Regions from separate parts of the Gossypium hirsutum genome. Here regions 1 and 3 are each linked to region 2. A link is a contact called in public Hi-C data. All regions are on one chromosome and are shown on one strand. Each heading gives the region's core, a stretch centred on a gene start, on an enhancer-like site or on the middle of the called end of the contact. The rest is flanking DNA. Distances are from core to core; before and after follow the strand shown. Region 1 holds the start of LOC107891240. Region 2 holds the start of LOC107891281 (cationic amino acid transporter 4, vacuolar). Region 3 holds the start of LOC107891229.

What was found. Hi-C and Micro-C count contacts between places; a contact is called where the count stands out from the background.
Region 1: a contact with region 2 is called in a Hi-C map of leaf, with 2.7 times the contacts expected there. The contact joins the promoter of LOC107891240 here to the promoter of LOC107891281 in region 2. A contact is called at or near these places in 4 of 34 Hi-C or Micro-C datasets (all in leaf).
Region 3: a Hi-C map of leaf shows a contact between it and region 2, with 2.0 times the contacts expected there. The contact joins the promoter of LOC107891229 here to the promoter of LOC107891281 in region 2. A contact is called at or near these places in 2 of 34 Hi-C or Micro-C datasets (hypocotyl and leaf).

Annotation. Positions count from the first base shown.
Region 1 is chrA11:92,662,083-92,664,782 of Gossypium_hirsutum_v2.1, reverse strand. It overlaps LOC107891240, which reads left to right and starts at 1,252. Exons shown (of 7, transcript XM_041081539.1): 1 at 1,252-1,693; 2 at 2,132-2,478.
Region 2 is chrA11:93,061,304-93,064,003 of Gossypium_hirsutum_v2.1, reverse strand. It overlaps LOC107891281 (cationic amino acid transporter 4, vacuolar), which reads left to right and starts at 1,318. Exons shown (of 14, transcript XM_016816038.2): 1 at 1,318-1,687; 2 at 2,081-2,282; 3 at 2,379-2,463; 4 at 2,557-2,697. The coding sequence starts at 1,528. LOC107891302 (BTB/POZ and MATH domain-containing protein 4) reads left to right here. Exons shown (of 4, transcript XM_016816055.2): 4 at 1-90.
Region 3 is chrA11:92,635,867-92,638,566 of Gossypium_hirsutum_v2.1, reverse strand. LOC107891229 reads right to left here and starts at 1,396. Exons shown (of 4, transcript XM_016815961.2): 1 at 1,246-1,396; 2 at 721-955; 3 at 564-619. The coding sequence starts at 1,287.

The DNA.
Region 1 (2,700 bases), core at 3-2,502, 400 kb after region 2:
TCACTTAGCTATGGGAAAGTTAATTTCATTTTAGTTACTTAATTATGAAAAGTTACACTTTGATAACCAAACTATTTAATTAGAAGTTTTCATTTAATTAAGTTACAAAGCTATTAAAATCAATGTTATGGCTTTTTCTAAACCCTAACCCCTAACCCCTTAAATCAACAACATTTTAGCCCTCAGACCCTAAATCTCTAATCATAAACCCCTAAAACTAAAAACACTGATCAATAACTCTTTAAACACTAGACCCTAAATCTCAAATCATAAACTCTTAAAACTCCAACCACTAAACCCCAAGCCTTAAAACTAATCTCTAATCATAAACCCCTAAAACTAAAAACACTGATCAATAACTCTTTAAACACTAGACCCTAAATCTCAAATCATAAACTCATAAACTATAGATCATAAATCCCAAACCCTAAACTATAAACCATAAATCATAAACTCTTAAATCATAAACCCTAAAATCTAAAAAATAAATTTCATATGGATATTAAGTATATATATATGTTCATGGTCTAGGATTTAGGGTTTATGGTTTAGGATTTGGGATTTAATTTTTAGTGTTTAGGGGTAAATATGGTGAACTACTTGTGTATCTTGGATTTTTTTTATAATATAAATCTAAATAAGATAAATATAAATTATTATTTTTTTTAAAAATATATCAAAATGGGTTAAATCCCAAAAGCATACATGAACAATGGTTCAGTGTGCAATTGTATACATGCATGAACTTTAATTTGATCCAGTTCTTGTAAATTATTAACACAATTATTGATATAACATCATTTTATATTTATATATTCAATATTCAATATATTGATGTATTTATACTTAAAAGAATAATACTTGTATTGCTTTGTCATTTTGTATTTTTTTTAATTCATCGATTCCATTTTATTTCTATTAAAGTTTCATTTTGTATTTTATATGTTAGTTTAAAAATGATAAAATCTTCAAAAAATTTAAAAATTTAAAAATTAAAAATTTAAAAATTAAAAACTTAAAATTTTAATATTTAATATTTTAGTCCATATTTCAGTTAAAAAGATCAATATTCAAAATTTAAAAAAATAAAAATTCTAAAAAATGATAATCTCAGTATAAAAATTTTAAAAGAAAAAAATAGAAAAAAATATTAAAATGAAGAAAATAAAATTAAACAATAGTGGCCTTTTTTGGAAAAAAACACCACAAAAAATTGAGTTATAGTGGCATTTTTTATGAAAACGCCGCAAAAAGTTGAGATACACTTTCCATCTAAATCGCGTCGTTTTATTTTCACCCCCTCCCCTATATCCCCAGTTTTGTGCTGCTAAAAACCCTGATTCTATTCCCTTTCGTTTCATCGATCAAAATCCCCTTCTCATAAATTTTCTCTCTTGAAGATTTCATGCCTACCCACCTTTAATCTCAACCAACGGAAGAGACGCGGTGTGCAATTTGACTGTTCCAATTTCCTTTTCAACATTCAATTAAAACCCTAGCCTCTTCCTTTTGCTTCTATCGGGAGGGGGGGAGGGAATCATGTCTTTCGATCTCATATGCTGAAGCCGTCCTGCAGCTGCTTCGGATTCTTCCAAGATCTGTACGGCTGAGGACCAAAAGAAGAAAGATGATGAGGATCTGGTGAGTGGCTGTTCGGGATTTCGCCCTCGCTGATTCTCTACACCGCAAATCTGTACGCTCTTCCCTTTCTTCATTTTATTTCCTTTTGAAAAATAAATTTTTAAATCTATATTCAAATTTTAATTCTTTTTATTCTAATATAAATTATTTAATTTCTTGTTTATCTTCGTCTTCAATTTCGTGTAAGTATATAAAATTATTATGGATTTCTCTTTATTTTTAATTTTTTTTATCTTTGGTGCTTTAGTTTCAGTAATTGATTTGCAGTTCTTATTAATTTCAATGGCGGTTTTAATTGCTTGTTCCTTCGATTAGTTTGTTTGATTTAGTTAAGGTTTGATCTCTTTTATGTTATAAGTTTTGATAATTATGCGATTTAAGTTATAAACGAACATAAGTGAACCGTTAATCAAACGCGTTATTCATTTACAACCCTAGTTAACACTATGGTCTCAGTAAGGCGACTAATAGTTTAGTTCGTCTTTTGTAGATGCTATTCACGTCTTTGCTCTCCTTTCCCTCGCTTGACATTAGCATTTTGTATTGAATCAAAATGCATGGTTAGGATTTGACATTTTGCCGACTACTGCATCAAATTACTTCAGTCTTGATTTGGTTTCCAGTTAGACTCTGGGATAGAAGAGATGGCAGTGAACCAGACAGCGGCGTTGAAGGTGGGGTTGTGTCTATTGGGCCTCTGTTTATTCGGCTACATAGTGGGTCCACCTTTGTATTGGCATTTCATGGAAGGGTTAGTAGCCTTCAGCTACACTTCCAACACTTGCCCACCTTGCCTTTGTGATTTCTCTTCTCAGCCTCTTCTCACAATCCCTGAAGGTATTCCCAACTTTTATTTCTATTTTGCTTTTGATTGTTCACTTATGCTTGAAATTTCTGTCTTTGAATATGAAATTTTGAATATCCTAGTATAGAAGATATGAATAATTTCTTTAAGTTGTATTAGCTTCTTTTTTTTTTCCAGTTGTATGTGCATGTTATTTTTTTAATTAAAATTTTGATGATATTTTAGATTTGAAATTTCTGCATCAAGCATTGTCG
Region 2 (2,700 bases), core at 69-2,568:
TGTTTCTTTTTTCTTTTAATGTTTTCATGTTGTTGTATTGTATGTTGTGTCTGTGACTAAGTTACCTTTGCAATGTACTTATGTTGGGCACATGCTACAGTATAATTTGCTCTTTAGGTTTGTATAAAAATATTAAATAAATAATCTTAAAAAAGAAAACAAAAAATCCATTGAAAATCATGTTTACCAACCATAAAGTATTACTGTATGTAAATATATGCGTGTTGATTCTCATGTTGTCGCTTGTAAGAACCTAGACGGATTCAGTGATTAGGTTCAGAAAGCAGCTCTTTTATTCTTTCCTTTAAAACAAGAAAATCCTTTGAAGCGATTGATTGGATCTTTGGCTAAAGTATTTTATAGGCCTCACTTTCACTTTTGTAATTTTATATACAAACAAACTATACATGATAGAAGGCTTGATGTTTTCCAATTTTAAAAGCTTAAATTTTACTTTTTTTTTTTTAATTTTAAAAGTTGTATCCAAACTGTAAGTACTAGTTTCTTGCATAGAATATTTTAGGTGTCGAATAATGATGATCCAAAAAATAATTTGGAGTCACGAGTCAATTAGATAATGATGAGTTTACTTTTATTTTATAAAGTAAATTATAATATTTTGAAAATATTTTTGTTATTTTATATATTTTATATTGAAAAATAGAAATATGAATAAATATAATAAGATTTAAATTCAAACCCCAATATTTTTTAGTAATTATATTTTTATCATTTAACCAAAATTTCATATATTATTTTTATATATATTTTATAAATATATGTATTACATAATTTCTTTTTTCACTATGAAATAAGCCAAAATATAATTTCAATTATATATATTACATATATATATATCAAATTATGCGATACATAACAGATTATGTGTTTCATTACATAAGCATGTAGTTTTCACTTTCACATTCCTCAATTACCAGTATTAGTAATATATATATATTTCATATTAATATAATAAAAAGTACTCAAAAATATATATAGTAAATTTTTTTATAGATAAAATAAAAATAAATTGTTTTAACTTTATAAAAAAAGATATCATATATTTATTTATTCTGTAATTAAAAATTAGTTATCATTAAGTATCAATACTTAAAAAGGCTATTTCATAATTATTTTGATGGAGTTGTACAATATTAAATTGTGAATGGTATTTCAACAAGAAGAAAATTGTAATTGACAAAAAAAAAAAAAACAAAAATTTAACTGATGTTATCGCATTAATGCTGTTTTAATGGTTTCTTTGTTTAGATTGGATGGGGATATAAATATGAAGACTCTTTTACACGTAACCACGACGTGTTCGCCCCATATTTAGACCAAAGCTGTTATCTCTCTGCCTCTCAGTTATCTCCAAAAAGTCAAAAACCTTTCTTCTTTCTAATTCTTTAACATTATTTGTCATATGGGTTTCCTGTAAATTCATCAAAAGCTCTTTCTTTTTATTCTCTACTAATAAAATTTTCACCCAACAAAACAGGAAGTAAACAAAAGGAATTTTTTTGAAGTATGATTGTTAGTATGCAAGACAAGGGTGAAGCACTACTTTCAAAGTGTTCAAAGGGTTTCAAAAGCTTAGTTAGAAGAAAACAAGTTGATTCGGTCCATGTAAGGAGAGAAGGTCACCAATTAGCCAGGAAACTAACTGCTCTTGACCTCACTGCCATTGGTATTCCTGCTATTAATTTGCTTCAATTTGTACTTCTGCTATTTGGGTTTATTTTATTTTATTTTTTGTTCATCTTATCTCATATTTTCATTTGATATATATATATATTCTGGTTTTATAGGCATTTCAGTTTATTCCTGTGCTCTCCTGTTTTATTGGTTTTTGTTTTGAAGCAAAAGTGTTGGTTGTTTCTCTGAAAATTTGGTCTTTAGTGCAGTTTTAGTCATGGAGATGGAACCAGGGTGACTGAATACTGAGCTTGTTGAATGTGGGGGTGATGGGTGTTTGTTGGTTTTCTTTAAGGATTTTAATTCATGTTTGGAGCTATAGCGGTAGTCGTTTTAGATGTTTCATACACATTGACATTTGTTAAATGAATGTTGTATTAATCAGGAGTAGGGACAACCATTGGAGCTGGGGTATATGTTCTTGTTGGAACAGTTGCTAGAGAGCACACAGGACCTGCTCTTACTGTTTCATTTCTCATTGCCGGACTAGCTGCCGCACTCTCCGCATTTTGTTATGCAGAGCTTGCTAGTCGTTGCCCATCTGCTGGGAGTGCATATCATTATACCTATATATGCATAGGGGAAAGGTAAACTAAAATCATTGGATCATTTTATATTTTCCAGTTTTTCTATATAATTGCATCTGATTTCGGTTTGTAAGGTAAGAATGTGGTTACTTGCAGTGTTGCTTGGTTGATCGGTTGGTCTTTGATTCTAGAATACACAATTGGTGGTGCTGCTATTGCTGGTGGCATATCACCCAATATAGTGAGGATTTACTTCTAAAATTTTGGCATAATACTGTAATTTATTACCTCACTTGAGCGAATGTTGTAAGATCTTCATTGCTGTGTGTTTCAGGCCTTATTTTTGGGAGGTGAAGGTAATCTGCCTGCCTTTTTGGTTCGTCACACAATCCCTCAGCTCGGAGTTGTGGTGGATCCTTGTGCAGCCATTTTAGTTCTTATCGTCACGTTTCTGCTGTGTGCCGGAATAAAGGAGGTA
Region 3 (2,700 bases), core at 147-2,646, 430 kb after region 2:
ATAAAACATGTTAGCCAAGAGAGACATCAAAATTCTATTAAAGTGAACAAATAAAATATATATCAATCAAGAATATGAGATGAACATGTACTAGAGAGTTGAAACAATAAAATGACTTACGTAAATCCAGATTTTTATTGTTAAAAATATAATCTAGTTTGATGTTTATAATAAGCATATATTTGTTGAAAATTATATGAATTTGTATGGTTATTTGAAAATATTAAAAACTTTGAAACAAAATTGATTTCTCATTACTAATTTCCAGTAACGGCAACTAGATCATGAGGAAATAGCACCTCAAAAAGGAAGGTTTTCAAATTGGCATTCCCTTTTTACAACACTTCATCCATGTAATGACACAACCACTATAATTCCAAACTAGTCTTAGAACTGCAGATATGCAACTGAAGACGTAAAGCAGCTCAGCGGAGGCATGTAATGCTTACAAAATTTTATTTCTTCTTTGTCATGAAAACATTAATCAAATCATCCTGACAATTGTTCAATCTGAAAACCGCTTGACAACATACATTAAAGGAAATGCTAGAGGATGTTATTACCTTTCCATTAGGGAGCTGTGTCGGAAATCCCCGAACATGTTTGCCTTTTCCAATGCCTAAACAGGAAACACGGACAAGGATGTAAGCAAATGAGAACCTACACAATCCCAACACCCAAAAGCATAATTATACTTTAATCTGATAAGAAGTCAAGTACCAGGAAAATCCATTTCATTAACAGTTTGCAAATTCCAACCATTGCCATAATTCACAAGAACAGCATCAGGGCCAAAAATAATGGGTTCCTCCCCTTCTCTAAAGGATTCAATATGCAAGGCAACCGGAGCTCCGATACCCAACTTTCTATTTATCAATGACACTGCAAATCCGGCCTTAGTGCCGGCTGCAAACCGGGTTTTCTTGCCGGAACTTTTGCATAAAACCTCTAAATACTACACATTCGAACACAAATAAATAAATGATAATCGATTTGACTGCTTCCGGAAAGTAAAATCAGCATAAAAAATCGTGTTTTTTATGGAACATGTAGTGTATTAACAAAACCCATTGATAAACTAGCATCAAAATTCAAATTTTCGAATCAATTTCACAGTTATAGGAGATAATTGCCATCCCCCCACCAGCGGCAGCATTTGTCGACATGCATGAACTTAAACATATATACATGGAAAAGAAAAATACACAGAATTTAAGATAAATGAAGAGAAAAAAGATAGTTTACTGGAGGAGGCTTTGGGGAATTGGCTTGTTCAGCTTCTGACATGGATGGGGATCGGAGAAACAGGGAAGAAACAGCTGCGAACGAGTTGACATCAATTTTAAATTAGTTTATCAAGAAAAATATAATAGTAGTGTTCACGAAAGCCCATTGAATCTCAAATCTAGCCCAAAAATCCATTTCTTCCTAAAAAAATCCAAATCCTTGCATCAAATTTTTAAAATTTTTAATTTTTTTAAATTATAATTTTTAAAATGCATGCTTTAAAAATACTAATATTTATAATTATTTTGTTTGGATTTTTAAAAAAAAAAATAAGTTATTGAAATTTCATAAACTAACAATAAAAGAAATAATGATATTGACAATTAAAATGTGGATACACGCACAGAAATATATTTAATAACATAAAACATATTAAATTTTAAATCAAATAAATATTTGTTGAGTATTATTTTCGTTGTGTCGCATTAAAGAGGACAATCGATTATTTATATACATGGTTACTGTTCATAGAATTGACGGTTTTAGTAAACTCTATGCATGTTGGACATGTGTAACTCCTTGGGTATATGAGAGCTGAGACCGCGAGCTCTCCTTGCTGACTTCATACTCTAAAGCTTGCACGCATCAATCTGGTAAGGCCTAGCCTAGTCGCAGGTAGGCAACCCGGACCTTATCTGGTTTTCGGGTTGGAGATCATAAGTATATAACAATCTAGCCCCCCTATTGGGTTTAAGGAGGGCTATTAAGTGACACTCCTTAGAGCCATCACTTCGATTTATACAGCTTGCAGAATACGCAGTGACCACTGGAACATGACGTTAACTTCGCCACTTGTACGAGTCAATCGCACCTATTTGTATCTAACTGTTAGCACTCCTCGGTTATTTGAACCGTCAAAATACGGGGAAGAGAAACTTCCTTAAAGGGGTTTTTGAAACCCTAAACTTACAATTTTAACATTTTTTACAACCAGGCTCGATTGAAGCTTTCTTCAAGGTAAATCTTGGTAACATCCTCGTCTTAGATTTTAACTTTCTTCTATCTTTTTTTTCTTCTTTTTCTACATCAGAAATATGTCGAGAATGAAGGGGCTAATGGTCGAATAATTCCCCATTACCCACCACGAAAGCGTGCTTTTGAAAATCTTTGTAAAAGCTAACTTCTTCATTTCACTACAAAAGAAAAAGAAATGAGTCGAGCTTTGGGCGCACAGGGGATTCAAAACCTTAATTTTGCTTATGAATTCTCCATTCCTGATGGGCTACACAGGCTTATTGATACTAGTGACAACAGCTTCTTGCTACCCATCCATGCTCTAGAAGTCGGGTTCTACTTGCCCTTACATTCGTTATTCTGTCATCTCCTTCAAGAGTACCAGATTGCTCATTGTCTACTCTGTGGGTTCTCCTGGTGGATCACAGTGGCTTATTTTATCGATTGTTGTCGACGTAA